Linked DNA regions of Mus musculus: region 2 is linked to region 1. A link is a contact called in public promoter capture Hi-C data. All regions are on one chromosome and are shown on one strand. Each heading gives the region's core, a stretch centred on a gene start, on an enhancer-like site or on the middle of the called end of the contact. The rest is flanking DNA. Distances are from core to core; before and after follow the strand shown.

Region 1 (5,600 bases), core at 465-2,964:
CAAATCCTTCACCATTTGTGCGTTCTTTCCTTCCATGAAAGAACGTGTGTTTACGTGCATGCATGTGTTCCTGCATATGTGTGTGTGTGTGTGTGTGTGTGTATATGTGTGTGTGTGTACGTGAGAGTACAGACGTGCCTTTGGCTTAGGGTGTGCTGAAACCCATCCCCGTGGCTCTGTCTCCATTTCTCAGTGAATTAATCAATCTTTCTCTTGCTTGCTGTTCCCCTTCCTGGTCTTTGCTGCTGGCACCAACATGGACATCTGGCAACTCAGACTGGGGCCTCTGGTTCCAAAGAAGCATATGCCAGTTTGGGGGCAGCAGGCGGCTCCCAGTTGGATCTCAGGAAGGCACATGCTGCAGACTCAAAGTGGGGGGCTGAGTCACCTTGTCCAGACGCATTGAGAAAAACACTGGAGGCAGCAGTAGGTCAGAAGAACACAAATCCTGGTTTCGGCTTCCTGTGTGACCTTGGCCAAGTTGCTTAACCTCTCTGAACCTGTTTCCTCACTAGTGAGGGAAGGCTGCTCTAAGGATGAAATGAAGCCATTTACTGTGACCAATTTGGGTCACAGTAAATAGAGCGACGAGCCAAGACCCACACTGCCCCCGTGTGGCTGGAGGCAGCCGCAGTTCACTGGGTGAAGAGCCTTTCATAGCAGGGATATATGCAGTGACAACCTTAGTACCGCGAGCAGATTTTGGTCTAGAGCAGTGGTTCTCCACCATCCTGATGTTGCGACACAGTTCCTAGTGTTGTGGTGACACCTCCCCTGACCCATATAATTATTTTGTTGCTACTTCATAACTACAATTTCGCTACTGTTAGGAATTGTAACCTACAGGATAAGAACCATTGGTCTAGAGTTTAAAGTCTTGTGTCAGGTGGTCCTGAGGCTGGTTCTGAGATAATGTGGAACAGATGCAGGTGGGTGTCTTCCCATTCTCTTGACCGTTTGTGGAGAGAAGACACAGGATGGTATGAAGAAATTAAGGGACTGGCAGTGCCACGTCTGGGCCATCTGGGTCCAGAATGGTGGCTCTGTAGTGGCAGGAGGAAGGGCAGGGATCTAAGATAGAGTCAGCTTGTGTCGGTTGGGGCTGAGAAGAGGGAGGCTGGCTTAAGCCAGGCACCTGGAAGTCCCTTCCCAGGTCTCTTCTCTGAAACCTTCAATACTCCCCAGGGCAGGTGGATGAGTCTATTTCAGGGGAGGAATCTGGGGGTGGGGGTTAGGGTGTGGCCAAGGCCTTATGTGGAAGTAGGAGAAGGCAGGTCTGAAGAGAAGACAGGCTAGGTCAACATTGTGTATTTGTCTGTCTGCATGACCCCAGAATGCACATGGGTGTGCGCCCGCGTGCTCACATACACACACACAGACACACAGAGACACACACAGACACACAGAGACACACAGAGTTCCCTGCTGTCTGGATGCTGCCCCACCTACCCACCGAGCATGCTGGCTAGCTTCCAGGTTTCTGCTGTGCCGTGGCCCAGGTTCAGGAGCTAAGGTGGAGTTGCAAGAGAGGAGACAGGGCTTGGGTAGCCGGGGCTCAGCAGGAGCTGCCTGACCTGGATCTGAACCCGAGGTGGTTTCAAGCCAAGGCCTGCTGAATGTTTGACTTTGAAATGTTCCTTCTTCCTTCTCACTGGCTGGTATCTGCTCCCACCCAGGTCACCAACGGTCACCGCACTGAGAGCAAAGAGGTGAGGAGCAGCAGGGCATGCCTCACATACGTGTGAACTTGACACTGTTACCACTGGCAACCAAGGCAATCTCAGAGGCTGCAAGGGAATTGTCTGTGGCCACAAGCTTATCCCACTTCAGAGGAGTCCTGACCTGGGGACCCAGCTTCTTGGGGGGGTGTGTGTGGGGGCTTTTGGTCCCAGGGACTCTAAAATCAACTGTGTGCTTTAATCTGTCAGACAGTGACAATCTGAACACCAGGAAGGAAGCTGGTGGCCTGCACTAAGCTGGACAAAACTCATGGGAAATAAGATAAGGAATTGACATTTGACCTCCCTCCAGGAGGGAGTCCAAACTCCAGAACTTTCTCTGACCTGTAAAGCCTCGGCAGTTCCTTTTGTCACAAGCCATTAATCTTGGTGGCTTTCTTTCTTAGGTCCTGATGTCCTCCCTCAAGCAGCTACAGGTCCCTCCTCATATGTATCTGCTGTTCACAGACCCTCCCTTATGTGGCAGTACTCTGGCCCTATGGTCCTAACTTGATTGGTTCAGCCTGTGGGGACAGCTCTGAGGACCCTCTGGGGACTTCGAGGAAGGGCCAACAGGAGCAAATCTTTCTCTCCTTGCAATCAGGATCTGGTTATCACAGCCCATGAGAGGTACAGGAAACTAGAAATGGGGCCACTCTGAACACTTAGTCTAGTCCTCACTTGGCGGTTCTCAGTTACCTGACTTATGATGGTCAGCTTTGCAGTATTCTCCATATAGGGTGGATGGATCAGGAAGTAATCCCATTGTAAGTCAGAGATCCCCTGTAGTTTCTCTCTCTTTGGCTCCTTGTGGGCAGTACGTGCTATGATCCCCGTGGACTTTGCGCCTGGCACTTAGATGGGAATTGGTGCCTGGGATGGAGACGGGGAGGATTCAGAAACCAAGCATATGGCGGCCACTGTCACTCACCGGCATGCCTTTTCAAGCCGCAAGTTGCAGGATGACAAGGGTTGGGGAGTGGTTGGAGCTTTGGACTTCCTGTCTTTGGCATGCGTGCTTAGGTTTAAGGTTTGAAGCAGGAGAGGACATCGCCACCTGGAGACAGTGACTCGGGTCTCTACGTCTTGCAGAGATACCTGGAAGGGTCTGGGTAGCAAGAGTCTGATGGTACAGGCCTGGGAGGGGGAAGTGGGGGGACATCTGACCAATTCTAGGAACAGCGGAACCAAGGGACAAGGTCCTCCCGAAAACCCTGTCCACAATGGGCTGAGCATCCCATCTCCTGGTTTCTTGCCCACTACCATTTTCCTTTTAGACAATCAGAGAAGAAGGAAGCTGGAGGTAGGAGAGATCTCCCCAGGCTCCATTGGGGCCATCACCAGGGCACCTCTGCCAGCGCTTCTGGACCTCATCAACCAGGTGGCTTGATTAGCCCGGCTAACATTAAGGAGGGCCTGGTGGGCTGTAGACTGTGGTCTCATTGTCAAGCAGTGGTGCAAAGATTAAGTTAAGTTCTTGTCCCTGAGCCCAGGCACAGCCCCCAAGTTTATCCTGTTCATTTAAAATCTCACCTAGAGCTTTGGAGGAAAAGCCGATTTCATTACAGCTTTCCCGTTTTCAAGGAGTCGTGCCCACACACCTGTCGTCTTGTGATTATTTTCTGTCTACAGAGCCTGTGGCTCCCCCAGGTTCCTCCAGCTGCTCCTCCCACTGACTGGGTCCTCAGAGCTGGCCACAGCGTGGCACAAGCTACCTGCATTATTTACTTAACAATAAAGAGCCAGCTTGGGTGACCTGGTGGGAGAGTAAGTGGAGATTTACTGTGAAATGATTAATCATAAAAGCACAGGTCACAACGGCCTCAGACCAGGAGGAGGAAAGGAATGGAGGGAGAAGCTGCAGGCTGTGCGGTCACGAAGGGTTGACTTGTTTGTGTGATCCAAAATGACTATGGCTCCCATCTTTGCCAGGCTTCTGCCGGGAGAAGGCTTCCGGGAAGACCCGGACCAGCTTTTGTCCCTCTTGCTGTGTGACACCATGTACGTCTCTGGTCCAGTTTCCCTGTGTATTTGATGCAGAGACAGGAGAAGTGGCTTCTTGCTTCATACAAGTAGAAAGGGCATCTTGGTACCACCACACTGGGGCATAGACCCAGGAGAGGCTGAGATCTCAGTCTTAGTCTCTTCTCTAAGGCTCGGGTGTCACCCATGAGAACCTGCAGGTAATAGTAATAAAGAGAAGGCGCAAGCAGCCCCAGTAAGGCCCGAACCACAGGTCAGCACGATAAAAAGACTCCACTTGCTCAGCGGTTCCTTCATTCTGGAACTGGTTAACTCTTACAACTGCCCTAGCCTATTGCTATCTCTAAGCACAGAGGGGGATCACCCAGCAGGTGTCCTGCTCCCTCGGGAGCAGAAAGCAGCAAGCTTGCTTGAACAGCGGGGGGGGGGGGGGCTGCTTTCTACCGCTAACCTCGACAGCGAGCTTCATCACTGTATCTACCACTTTGGCAGGGAGGCCTGAAACAGAGCGCCGGCTGCCAGGGTGGGACATGGTGGGAAGTCTTTTAAATTTGTTTTTCCCTTGGGTACTCTGCCTGCACTCCAAATATTGGCCATTTCAGTTTCATTTAGGATTCTCTTTAGTCTGTGGTAATTAATCCCATTAGTAGTTAATAGCCCTTTATATTAAACTTTCCTCAATAAAATTACCATGTGATCTAGTCTTCTGACTATATCCTGATAGATACAGAACTTGTGTGCTGGCCAGGTATGCACGCCTGTCATCCTAGACAGAAGCAGGAGGATCAGGAGTTCAAGGCCAGCCTTTGCTACACTGTGAGACTCTGTCTAAACAAACAAACAAACAAACAAACAAACAAACAAACAACCCACCAGCCAACCATACATAACAAAATTGGTTTTGGTCCATGGTACAGCTCAGCAGAGGAGTGGACGGCTTCGCTGTTGTTGCTGTTGAGACAGGGTCTTATCACACTGCCCACGCTGCCCAGGTTGGCTTTGCCTTCCACCACCCTCTGTCCTCAGCCTCCTCAGAGCTTGGGTAATACACATGCATAACTGTGCCTAGAAAGATTTTTTTTCTAAGTATAAAAACCACTCTCAACAGCTCATAGGACATGCAAAAATAAAAGACATGGTCCCGGTTTGTCTCAGCAGCCCCAGCTTGCCAATTCCTGGAGTGGAGTTACTGTCTGCCAGAGAGAAGGAAATGAATACTGGGCTTTTCAGAGATGCCTGCGTGGGGCTGTGGGTTGATCCAGCACACCATGTGGCTGCTTGTCAATGTGGGGGTATAATGGCCAGGTGGTGGATGGAGTCTCAGCTCACATTCACCACACGGAAGGCCAAGGAAGCGAGTCTCTGACTTTCTGAAATGTAACCGGAACAGATAAACACAGAACTGGAGCCTCCCTGGGGCTTGACTGTCCGGGGGAGTGATGGCAACAGTGGTAGGATGGCTAAGTAGGCATCCCGACACTTCCTTTCTGTTCCCACAAACACAGTAGATTAGGTGATGCTCCCAGTACAAGGGGAGTTTGTAAAGATGAATGGCGACCTCAAAATTCAAAGTAGCTGGGAGCTTCTGAGAAGGGGTGCTCACCGGTCTGACCAACTGAGAGGTCAAGGGTTGGGAGGAATGCTGTGAACTTGAGCAGGCAGCTGTTGCCATGGCTCCTGTCTCAGATACATGGTCTTCCCAGGACAACCTTGTTGGCTCCAGGCATCCTGCACACAACTGATAAGTTGCTAGTGTCTCTCTTATTATTCTGTTTTATGAGTGATAGGAGGCAATTTGCTTCTGTCTGGGAGGACCACTGTCAGAATGTCACTTAATGGGTCTGGGGAGATGGGTAAGTAAAGTGCTCTCTTTACAACCACGAAGGACAGAGAGTGATC
Region 2 (5,999 bases), core at 1,996-4,495, 120 kb before region 1:
GTGATGCCCAGACATTAAGATGGGAAAGGAACATTTGATTCTTTGGTGGCTGTGGGCACTGTAAACCTTACACAGGACTACAAAGGGAATCTCGATCGGTCACTGGCCTCAGCCCACATGCAAAGTTGTCTGAATCTGAGTCAGAAGGGAAGGTCAGGCCAGACCAGGGACAATCCCTACTGCCTGGCCATCTATCTGTAGGCATTGCTCCTCAACAATGGCTAGGCATCAGTCACCGGGAGGCCTGAAAAGCGTAAATAAATGGCCACCCTAGGCCGAGATAGACCCACTGAGCACTTTAGAGGCAGAGCCCAGAAGTAGTTTCCAAATGTAGCACAGGTGACAGACTGAGCTGTGAATCCAGGCTGAAGAGAATGCTCTGAACTTGGGGAAATAACTAGAAGTCTACATAGAAGACAAAAGCTGCTGGCTTTTTTCCTGGAGGCATCTGTAGACAGACTGGGCTGTTCCCAGCTTCCCTGGCACTCTAACAGGAAACCAATCAGGAGGCCACTGCACACAGCTGTTTAACCACCCAAGCCTTCCTTATCACCTTGGGAGAATGCAATAAAAGGTGACCTTCTTAACGAAATGAGCTTTGGGTTCGGCTAACATGACAGGAGCAGGTGCTTTGCAGCAGGCTGGCGAGGGACACAAATGATGAGCCTTTGGGAGCACCACCTCACTGCTCTCAGTTTGAGTTCATTTCTGAAAATGGAGGCCTGCTCATAAGGACTTTATCACCTCACTGCAGCAAAATCTCCAGGGAAGTGTCTATCCTGACATGATTGATTCCCTATGAGCAAAATACAACTTATGGCTGATGGGTCAGCTCAGCAGTCGGAGGTACTGATGCCCAGACCTGATACCTGAGCTCCATCACCTGTTCGCTAAAGACGGCAGGAGAGAACTGACTCCTGAGAGCTAGCGCGCTCTCTCTCTCTCTCTCTCTCTCTCTCTCTCTCTCCCTCCCTCCCTCCCTCCCTCCCTCTCTTAAAATCAAATATGAGATGTTTGATCTTAGACAAATTAGTCAACCTCTGAACCTCTATGTCTATAATATCCTCTTATAAAATTCTGTTGGATCTTAATTCATAATTTCCGCATGTGAGCTACCAACTAATTACACATATCTTACCAGTCAAAAGAGCTGTTAAGGTTGTCTGGAGTAGGGCTAAGGTGAAAGCACCAATCTGGGAATTAGGGAATCTAGAGTCAGCTCTTTGCCCTAACTTGGCTTAGCTGAGGGTTTGGCAAGGTCACTTCGTTCTCTGGGCCACATCACAAATATACCATACAGGGATAAGAATGAACAAATGTCACTCCACCAAAAAGCCCCGGAAGTTTCCCCTGTGGTGCCTTTATAACTCCTTGATTCACAGCAGACAGAATTACTGTAATGGTTCATGTACCGGCTAGGTGCTTTGACAGTCAGAGAGGAGCTTCGGATAAACTCAGGGGCATGGGCCCTCTGGCCACACCCACTCTAGAACAATGTAAAAGAATATCAACAATAATTCAAATTCCTTGAGAACCTGGGGGGGGGGGGAAGAGAGGCCACAAATTCCAGATCAGCCTGGGCAACACAGGAACACCTTGTCTGAGGGGAGAGAAAGGAAGGGGAGCAGGAACAGTGGGGAACACACCTGCAATCTCAGCACTTGGAAGTTAAGAGCCCAGCCTCTGTTTAAAAAGGGGGATGGGGTGGGTAGGTTTGGAGTTGCAAGCCTTTAATCCCAGCATTTAGGAGGCAGAGGCAGGCCATCCAGGGCTACAAAGACCCAATCTCAAACAAACAAACATACATACATATAACCAAAGGAGCTCCCTCCCCCATTAGAAGCAGGCAACTTCAGCCCCAGTGCTGGGGGCTGGGGGTGGCAGAGGTAGAAGGATCACTAGAAACTCCAGGTCAGCCAAGGCTACTCAACATGTTCTAGGCTAGCTGGGACCATACAGGGAGACCTTAAGAAGGGAAGAAATAATAATAATAAGATGCATGTTGGTAAGCCCAACTTGTCCACTTTTTGTTTGTTTTTGAGGCAGGGTCTCAATATGTAGTTCAGGCTAGCATTACATTCACAATCTTCCTCCCTTAGCAAGTGCTGGGACTACAGGCACACACCATGCGCATCCCCTAAACTGTATTTGAAGATTTTTTTTTAAATTTTTATGTATTTTTACTGTGAGTGTGTATTTTGAGACAAAGGCTCATTATGCAACCCATGTTGGTCTCAAACTCATAACCCTTTTACCTCAGCATCCTGGGATTATGAAACAACTCCTTTTTGCTTGTTTGTTTTGAGACAGGGTCTCTCTCTATAGTCCTGGCTATCCTGGAACTGACTATGTAGACTAGACTGGCCTTGAACTCACAGAGATCTGCGGGCCTCTGCCTCACTAGTGCTGGGATTAACGGCACATGCCATCAAGCTGGGTTTAAACAACTCGTCATAATTAGGCCAAGATGCACACATGGCTTGGTGGAAGGGAACTCGCATGAGAAACAGGTGAATTCCGGCACCTATTCCAATCACTAATTAGCCGTATCATTTTAGACAAGCCCCTCGGCCTCTGTGAAAGGCAAACAATAATCTCCTATTTAAAAACAGGTGTAGAATCTAGGTAGGCTGTCAGACCGTATGTTCAAATTTCTATTCTCACTGGCTGGGTGACTTGGGGCAAATGTTAATTTTAACTTTCTTATGCCTCGCTTTTCTCATCTGAAAAAAAAATGCAATAAATACCCCCAGACTGTTGCTGTGACAAATAGTCGGAAGCATCCACTGAGACAAAGGAGTGACTGCCACAATCTTCAAACCAATATGGGTCAGTAAACTCTGGCACCGGTGCCTCGCGGGTCCTTGGCCGCCGGAAAGCACCGGTGTCGGGTCAGCAAGCACGCCCTGGGGTCTCGGCATCTGTAGGACAGCAGAACCCTCTTCCTCGGACCCTGTCCTCTCCTGGCAGTCCGCCGCCCGCCTCAAAACCCTCCAGGAACCCCAGCTCCCTCCCCGGTGGCGGCGCCGACTCTTACTGGACGACCTTGGCTGGATCCCCATGGTTGCCATAGACCAGCGCCCGCACCCGTGACGGCTCAGAGAGAGCGGAGTAGGAGGATGTGGTCCGGCCGTGGCGGTACCAAGCCTCGAGGAGACCCGCAAGCTGAGGTGCCCGGGCTCGCGCCCCTGTCACTCGCTGGCTGACCAACATGCTGCTTCCAGCACTGGCAGAATCCGGCGCTCTGGACTACGTCATTCGTCCGCGACAGCAAGCCTGAGCCCCGCCCCGCTCGTGACCGCGCCCCCTTCTTTAAAAGAGGCCGCTCGCTCTCTGCCCAGGTATTGGTGTAGGGTTTCTCCCGGACTGGTGTGAGGATTGAGGGTGGGCTACGTAAGGTATTCAGAGACCTGGAGAAGTTGCACAGCTAGCCAAAGCAGCCTACCCATGAAGAGAGTTCAGAACTGGCTTAAAGCTGTGACTGCTGCTTGTCGCGTGGTGTTTCCGGGAAGTCATTTACATTCTGGCCTCAGTATCCCCTTTGCACTCTTTATTGAGATACCACTGTGCCAGACTTTTTAAAGTATCATTTCATCTTCAGTTCCCCCAGAACAACACAAAGACTTTATCAGCCCAGCATCACCACCATCATCAGTTTTTCGAGACAGGTTTCTTTGTGTGTTCCAGGCTGTCCCTCTGTAGACCAGGCTGGCCTCAAATTCAGAGATCCGCTTGCTTCTGCTTCCCAAGTGCTGTGATTAGAGGCATGCTCTACCAAGACTTGGGGACTTCTTTACCCAGAGTTAACATACCAGGAATACCAGGCTCAAATCCTAGCAGCTCTTTCCTAGCTTGGGCAAGTGAGCGCAACTTGGAGCCTATTTCTCATTGATGCCATGAAAATGATATACCTCATTTCAGACGGTTGTGAGGAATGGATAAAACATTAGAAGAAGCCGGGTGGTGGTGGCGCACGCCTTTAATCCCAGCACTTGGGAGGCAGAGGCAGGCGGATTTCTGAGTTCGAGGCCAGCCTGGTCTACAAAGTGAGTTCCAGGACAGTCAGGGCTACACAGAGAAAATCTGTCTTGGGAAGAAAAATAAAAACAAAACATTAGAACAATGTTAAGGAAAAATAAAAACAAAACATTAGAACAATGTTAAGGTTGACAGGATAATACATTGTAAAACCATCAAGCTGTTCAGCTATGAGAGGGGTCCCATGAAGGAAGATGTCGTTTAAAATGCTCACAGCATACAAAGAGATTGGGTGGGAAATGAAAATTCTTTGTAAAAGGTATTAACCTGGAAAGACGCAGGTTCTTAGTTTTGGTGGAAAAGAAACATCAGCATAAATAACCCGTCCGTGGAACATTTGTGTACATGCAAGTGTGCACTGTTGCAGGCTGAAGAAAGGGAGCAAGGAAGTGCTGCAGGAGGCAGTCCTTCCATTCCCAAACTGCGTGCATGGAAATCAGATGAGGTTCCATTTTAGGACTCCTGATTTAGAAACATGGAGAGAGGTACACGATCCAAAGGTATACATTCTTAGACGTTCCCCAGAGTCCGGTGATGTGGTAGCCCAGGAAATAAGTATCAGAGAGCGTTTGAAAGACAAAGATGATTGACCCAAAGCTTGCCGTGGGAAACAAATTTTTCTCTGAGGAGGAGAGCCCACCAAAGCATAGAGATTAAGGTTTTGGGAACTGGACTCAGGCAAATCTAGATTTGCATCCTGGTTCTGCCATTTCCTGGATGTTTGGTTTTGAATTCGTCACTTGGCTTCTCTGTGCCTCTGTTTCCCTCATGGTTAAAATGAAGGGAACTGAGCTAGGGAGGTAGCTCAGTGGTAGAGCACACTCAGTGGTAGCACGTGTGAGGTCCTGGGTTTGATCTCTAACAAGGCAAAGACAAAAAAAGCTCAACAATAATCAAGAGACTAATAGTCCCAAGGTTGTCTTGAAGACCGAGGGAGCGAGTACCACTTGAACCACTTAGCACACTGTTTGACATATGGAACGTTCTAAAACGATTCCAGGAATATGGTGTGAGGATGAAATGAGAGCTATCACTTTGTAAAACACTGGGGTTTGACTCAATAACTGCATTTATTAGAGAAATCTGATACCTACCAGTAGGGGAAAAGTCTGTTCTCACAATAGGTGTGCACTCACGTGAACACCTATTTCCACAGTGACAGGGAGGCATACTTGTGCCAGAAAGTTCACAAGGTCCCTCTGCTGCATCCTCTAGGTGACACTGGGATGTTCCTCTTTATCCCCTCACCCCCACCGCCCACTGGCTCCTCCTCCTCCCCAGGCAGCCAACTAGGAAAGTCTGGAGAATCAGGCTGGAAAGTTTTCCTCCTTAAGGCTGGATTTCATCTCCCTCCACACCCTTTCACCTTTCCCTTTGGTCTAGGCCATCTGGCAGTCACACAGTTTGAGAACAACCGGTGAAGGGGTTTAAGCCTATTGGCCTTAGCTTTGCATTCAAGACCATATGCACTTTGATGCCTACCCTCTTTCTGGCTTTATCTTTTGCACTGTACATAGCCAGCGACCCAACTACACCCAACTCCGCCCTCACCAGCTCTTCCTTGTCTTACGCTTTTATTCAGGTTTCGATCGACTGAAATGAATTTTCCTGTCTAACCTTCCAGGGGAATTCCAGGTTCACATATTGTTCTATTGAGCAAACCCCAATGCCTTTGTAATTTCTCTGGGCTAATGTTATGGCCTTTAGGATACTATCTTGTAGTTATTTATATGTCCACTTCCCCCTCCAGGCAAAATTTCATCTCCGGGATGCCAGCACTCAATATGGGGCCTAACACAGGATAGGCATCATAAATATTCCATGAGTTGCAGGTAATTGAATTTCTTCCTGACCTGGCACTGACTGTGGTACCCTATCCTTCTCCCTAGATTTGGGGCAGCCACTCCAAGCCAGGGCTTTTCTCTATCTTGCAAGGATTGTTGAAGTTTGTGGCCCTTTTT

What was found. Promoter capture Hi-C pulls out the DNA fragments that hold promoters and counts their contacts.
Region 2: a contact with region 1 is called in a promoter capture Hi-C map of liver, with 4 times the contacts expected there. The contact joins the promoter of Mecr here to the enhancer-like site in region 1. A contact is called at or near these places in 21 of 39 promoter capture datasets (the C10 cell line, the HPC-7 cell line, HPC-7-derived erythroid cells and 11 more), 5 of 15 datasets of contacts at CTCF or cohesin (the G1E-ER4 cell line, embryonic stem cells, pro-B cells and 1 more), 156 of 484 Hi-C or Micro-C datasets (the AtT-20 cell line, B cells, the BV-2 cell line and 76 more), 29 of 115 datasets of contacts at active chromatin or transcription factors (SST interneurons, Th17 cells, a beta-TC-6 cell line and 16 more) and 4 of 9 other capture datasets (adipose tissue, embryonic stem cells, liver and 1 more).

What each region holds. Positions count from the first base shown.
Region 1 is chr4:131,718,620-131,724,219 of GRCm38.p6, reverse strand. No RefSeq gene overlaps it. Among named protein-coding and RNA genes, the nearest start is that of Gm42321, 11 kb to the right of the region's middle. Within about 2 kb of position 1,714, at least 14 of the 459 cell types and tissues checked have an H3K27ac peak or open chromatin away from gene starts, as enhancers often do. A contact at or near this core is called in the AtT-20 cell line, kidney, liver and 1 more, where this site is marked.
Region 2 is chr4:131,840,717-131,846,715 of GRCm38.p6, reverse strand. It overlaps Mecr (mitochondrial trans-2-enoyl-CoA reductase), which reads right to left and starts at 3,245. Exons shown (of 10, transcript NM_025297.2): 1 at 3,038-3,245. The coding sequence starts at 3,213.